Regions from separate parts of the Rattus norvegicus genome. Here region 1 is linked to region 2. A link is a contact called in public Hi-C data. All regions are on one chromosome and are shown on one strand. The core of a region is the stretch at or near the end of the contact, and the rest is flanking DNA. Distances in the headings are between cores, read along the strand shown. Region 1 holds the start of Tcim (transcriptional and immune response regulator). Region 2 overlaps Ido2 (indoleamine 2,3-dioxygenase 2).

What was found. A called contact is a pair of places that touch in the nucleus more often than the background predicts.
Region 1: a contact with region 2 is called in a Hi-C map of the A7r5 cell line, with 3 times the contacts expected there. The contact joins the promoter of Tcim here to the enhancer-like site in region 2. A contact is called at or near these places in 12 of 12 Hi-C or Micro-C datasets (the A7r5 cell line, the Rat2 cell line, Schwann cells and 7 more) and 1 of 1 datasets of contacts at active chromatin or transcription factors (oligodendrocytes).

Annotation. Positions count from the first base shown.
Region 1 is chr16:74,296,957-74,299,840 of GRCr8, reverse strand. Tcim (transcriptional and immune response regulator) reads right to left here and starts at 1,497. Exons shown (of 1, transcript NM_001115043.1): 1 at 204-1,497. The coding sequence starts at 1,459. The coding sequence ends at 1,139. The region is part of intron 2 of LOC120097515 (a long non-coding RNA gene); the gene reads left to right.
Region 2 is chr16:74,199,078-74,201,777 of GRCr8, reverse strand. It overlaps Ido2 (indoleamine 2,3-dioxygenase 2), which reads right to left. Exons shown (of 10, transcript NM_001419674.1): 10 at 1,127-2,700. Among named protein-coding and RNA genes, the nearest start is that of Ido2, 39 kb to the right of the region's middle. Within about 2 kb of position 1,322, at least 4 of the 93 cell types and tissues checked have an H3K27ac peak or open chromatin away from gene starts, as enhancers often do. A contact at or near this core is called in the A7r5 cell line, where this site is marked.

The DNA.
Region 1 (2,884 bases), core at 248-2,747, 98 kb before region 2:
GCTATATCTATGCCATGGGGTTTAAAATGGGGTTGAGAAACTTCTCTAGACACTTAGAGCAATAATTTGCTTTGGAAAAGTTTGGCAATCAGCATACAGCTGCTCTGAAAGATTTAGAGTCAACCCCTAGAAAAGTTTACAATGATCAGAATTTACCGTCCTATATTTTCCCCCGGGACCGATCATCACGGAGAAAGAGAAGCTAAGTTGATAATAATTTATTAGGCTATGTATCACTTACAATGTATAATAAATTATATAAAAAATACCACAGCATCCTTCTAAACAATCTCTCATATTCATATCCTAATGCTCGCTACGGTGTCTGTAGGACATTTAATTAGATTATATTTTAGCATTAGCCAGAAAGTTTAAAAAAACATTAGAAAATCGTTCACAGTCCTTCAGATTTATGAAGGGCCCCATTCTTTCAACTTTGGGCAAACCATTTTGGAATGTGTACAAATCCATAGACGACCACCATGCTGGGCAAGGCATCCAGTTCTTTGACTTTAACACCAGGGGGCGCACTGTCTTAGGCATTGTATGAAATGCAAGCAGTCAATTACTGATCTGTAAAAATCTTGACCCCATAAACAGCACGGAGGTTTAGCCACATTTTAAGACATTCGGGTTAAAAAACAAAAAAGCAAAACTTCAGTAAACCATTTACGGTTCATATTCCTTCTCTTTCCTCCCTCTCCTTACCCACTTCGATATTTTTCAAAAAGAAAGAAAACAAAATAACAAACCAAACAACAAGAACAAAAACCAAGTTAGGTTTGAGTTTAGTTTTAGGGCCTTTCCCAGGACCCTGGATGCGTGCACTCAGTCCCCACAAATGCCATGTTCTGCAAGTTCTGGTCCGTGCCTCCATTCTCTCAGGCTGTGTTGCTCCTTTCCTGCTGCGAGAGTTCTCAACACCTGCTGAAGGCACTTTGCTCCCAGTGGGACAGCTCAGGGCTGTAAGGAGTTGGGAGTCTGTGTAGCTGGTGAGGTATGTCCCTTCCATCCTCGGAGTCCTGTCGGGAGAAGCTCTCAAGCCTTTGTGCGGGACACTGCCCCTGCCAAGACTGGCAGGCTCACTGGGTCTTTAAAGGTTCATTGGTGGATAAGCTCCTTAGCCATCCTGCTGTGCTCAGTGTACCTTGATGGAGTATTTCCGCAGTTTGAGGAACTGGAGAAGCTTGTCTTTTGTCCTCTTCTTCAGGGCCATGAGGGCTCGAGTTTTCTCCTCCAAATCTTGGTCGATGGCGAAAATGATCTTGGCCCGCTCCTCTGCCTTCTTGTCTCCCGAGTTCCTGAAGAGCCTCTGCAGGGACTCCTGGTCTATGTTTTCAAAGATGTTACCCACAGCTTTCTTGCGAGCAGCTGTGTCGAAGTGGTAGCCGTGGATGGACGGGCTTACTCGAAGAGAAGTGGACATGCTGGTGGCTGGGTGGCTTGGTTTTGCTTTCATCGATGTGGGTCTTTCACAGCTCAGCTTGGGCACTTCCAGGGAAGTCTGTTGTAAAATCAATCCCTGGACTGCTATTTAAAGTGTGAACAGAGCTCCGGACTCAAATTACACTGGTGACGTCACATTGATCCCAGGGAGGAAAAACCACAGAACATTAACAGTTGCGTTGCCAAATATCTGGCTCCGGATGCTGGAATGCATTTCAAAGTTGTGTTTGGAGAAGCTGGCTACGGGGGCTTCCCTCTTTACATCCCTGACGGCCGTTTGTCCTTACAAACCGTCTCTTCCTTCCAGAAGCTGAAACCAGGAGAGAGAAAAGGCTCAAAAATCTTCACCAACAATTGAAACAAAGAGTCCTGCCAAACTCAGCAGAGTTTCGATTTGTAGAGAAGTTGTCTTTTTTTTTTTTGGTTTTTTTTTGTTTGTTTGTTTTTGGTTTTGTTTTTTGTTTTTTTTTTTTTTTTTGGTTCTTTTTTTCCGGAGCTGGGGACCGAACCCAGGGCCTTGCGCTTCCTAGGCAAGCGCTCTACCACTGAGCTAAATCCCCAACCCCTTAGAGAAGTTTTTAAAGTGCAGGCCAGACACTGACGGCCTAGGTCTGTGTGCCTTTTGCCTGTCCCTCTCAGGGTAACTGTGGCTTGTGGAGCGAGGGCCTGGGAGTCAGAGAAAATACTTTGGAGGACATCGGATTCTAGAGCTAAAGTTTGCTGACAGAATACTGACACGGCTCGGCGGGAAACCAGGAGTCACAAACTGTGTGTGAGTGCAATATGCAATTTCTGCCAGAAAGTGCAATTTAAACAGTAATAGCGGCAGGGGGGAGCTCTTATCTTGTGTGGGTAGTGACAGCAACAGCTATCCAAAAGCAGGGGTCAAAGGTTAATGAAGATGCTTTGAGTACTCAGTGCCCACAAGGAATGAGCTGACCTTTTGTTTTCAGGGCCACTTTGGAATCACTCAGCATAATTAGAACGATGCCATCCTCATTACACGTTTTAACATCTTACTTTTGCTATCCACAGATATGTACAGCTATTACATGCTAAACGGTTACCTTCATCTGACCTAGGGATTCCTCTTTAGGAACCAAACCTCTACTGTACTTTCTGGTCCTCCAAGAAACCAGAATGGACTTTTATATTTTTTCATATATAGTCAAGAAAGTCACAGACCTACAACCCCATCTGTCTGAGGCAGGCTAGCAAACTGCAGGACAGACTGAATTACACAGGAATTCCCTGTCTCAAAGTTAAATTAAATTAATAAAATAGAAATAAAATCGTTATTTTACCTTAATAAAGTTTGTGCCTTACTAGGAGAAAGGAATGAGATATCTTTGCACATAATCTTCATATTATCTCAAAGAAATATCCACTGGGATAAATATCCACCAGAGTTATGGGAGCACGTGAGGGCAGGGGACTT
Region 2 (2,700 bases), core at 73-2,572:
GAGCTGAAGGGACTCCAGACGCGTCAGTCGGCCGTATCAAACCACACCCTTGCTATTGTCTGCCTCCCAACACCCCCAAATGAGGAACACACGCGAGAAATGTGCCTAAGCCCCACTTTATAACAAACTTTGTCCCAAGGTGTATCTCTTCTCTTAGAGCTACCCCAGACTGCATAGCTTCACTTGATAATAAACAAGAAGTCGAGGATCCGCTGCCTTCTGGGGTGGTTTGAAAGCCATATTGTTTCAAACACTGAGAAGCAGCAGCATTGGAAGCCAGGTCTTATCTCGAAGGTCCCACTCTTTGAGAGAAGCAAGGGGCAGGGGCAGGGGCATGGAGGCAAATGGGCTTCACTCCAGACCCTTTCTGGACCCTCACACATATGGTTCATCCCAGAGAAGAATTGAAACACGTAGGCACACCTCTGCCCTTATGCTGTGGTGTGAAACAGACTTCAACAGGAGACAAGGACACCAGGTAGAGAGGGAAGATTTTCTGCCGTGTTCTAATCTCCTGGGGGACACTGTTGAACCTACACCAGAAAGAGGACCAGTGACAGTATCGATAGAGGAACGCGATACTGGGTCTCTGAGAAGCCCTTAGCCTGGTCATGTGTACCCCTCCCCCCATATGCCAGATGGAGCCCAGAGGACCCAAGACAGGAAGAGTCCTGAGGCCTTGGTGCAGGACCTGGCTGAGTTCTCTTTTGGAGTTCGACTCCTCTCTCCCCCAGGCTGTAAAAGCAAAGAACCTAAGCCAGTGTCATGTTGCATTATGGTCACAGGGACAGTGGAACGACAGGGCTATGGGGCTGAAAGGCTTTCTGGGTAGGATGAACTGGCTTGCTAAGTCCACCTTACCTGGCTCCACACGGGAGACAAACATTTGGAAGAGGCCAGGCAACAAGCAGATGCCCTCACTGATGCTATACTCCTAGACAGGACCGTGAGACTAGTGCCCACTGCAGGTGTGTGTGTGTGTGTGTGTGTGTGTGTGTGTGTGTGTGTGTGTGTGTACACACATGCGTTTGCAGAGTGGGGAAGCAACAACGGTTGGAATTTACTTTAAACTGGTGAGGCTGGGGTTTTCTGCAGCCAGGTAGGAAAAGGCTTTGAGCTAGAACTGTCCAATATAAAAAGCCACATTTATTTTTATCCTAAACATGTGGGCTTACTATTTATTCTGGTTTGGCTCTCTTGCTTTCAAGGGGTCAATTAAAGCATTTTTCACATACAAATTTCCAGTGTCACCAGGGGGAAAGAAAAACACAGTCCTAAAAATAGAGCAGAGAGAATTAAAATAGAATCGGCGATGTCTACACCCTGTGGGGGAGTCACATCGGTTCCAAGTCAGTAGCCGGTCGCTCCCATGCTGGTGACTTCCAGGTCTGCATGGAGAGCAACCTCACCTCACAAATCTCCACTGAGCATCTGACCCCTCCTCCCCACCCTGTGCTGAATCCAACCTGGGCAGGGAGGAGAAGGCTGGCCCAGGTCACGGACAAGAGCACAGTAGGGCCTTGGTGAACTGAAAGAATCTAGAGCCGGCCATGGTGGTTGCATGTGTGTAATACAAGCACTCGGGAGGCTCAAGTAGTTCAAGGCAACCTGGGCTGAAGGATAGTAAGATACTGTCTCAAAAAACAAAACAAAAAATACCAAAAATAAACAAAAAGAAAGAGACAGCCGTCAATACCATCTCTGTCATCATTGTGGCCACATTGTCATTATCATCATCGTCGTCGTCATCATCATCGTCATTATCATCATCGTCGTCGTCGTCGTTGTCATCATCATCATCGTCATCACCAACAGCAGCAGCAGCAGCAGCATGGCTCAGTGTCTCACCCCTGTACAGCTCCAGCCTAAGTGACTCATCGAGACTTTCTCTCAAAGCCAGGGACACAGAGAGCAGGAAGCGTATGGTGGAGCAATTGGCCAACGTGTGCAGAGCGTTGGGTGTAACCTCCAGGAAGGCAAAACAAAAGAAACAAAGCTTCATACCAAGCTACTCACACATGGCGCATACACATAAGCTCTGAAGGGTGAGGCAGGGGGATCACAGTTTGAGGCCCGGAGAGAAGAGGCAGGGAGGGAGGAAGGGAAGAGGTCTGGGAGAAGAACCAGTGACACGTCCAAAAGCAACTTGATTCTTTTTAGATTGAGCTTGGGTATCTCTGACTTGCCCACAGAATGAAGACACGGTGGCAGCTCTCTGCTGTGAGGCAGGGGGATTGGGCAGGGCAGAAAGGTTCCTAGCAAGCAAACTGGCTGGGGTAGGGTTGGGGTGGGAGCCACAGTTTACTAACAAAGGACATGGTGTTCTTTGTGGCAAAACTATGCTTGAGTCTAAGCAGAGACCCTGGTTCTGGCTCCCACAGGATGCTAAGCACAAGGATGCAGGATGAGAACAGCTAAGCACAAGGATGCAGGATGAGAACAGCTAAGCACAAGGATGCAGGATGAGAACAGCTAAGCACTAGGATGCAGGATGAGAACAGCAAAGTTCCAGGATGCAGGATGAGAACAGCTAAGCACAAGGATGCAGGATGAGAACAGTGAAGTTCTAGGATGCAGGATGAGAAGCTAAGCATTAGGATGCAGGATGAGAACAGCTAAGCACTAGGATGCAGGATGAGAACAGCTAAGCACAAGGATACAGGATGAGAACAGTGAAGTTCTAGGATGCAGGATGAGAAC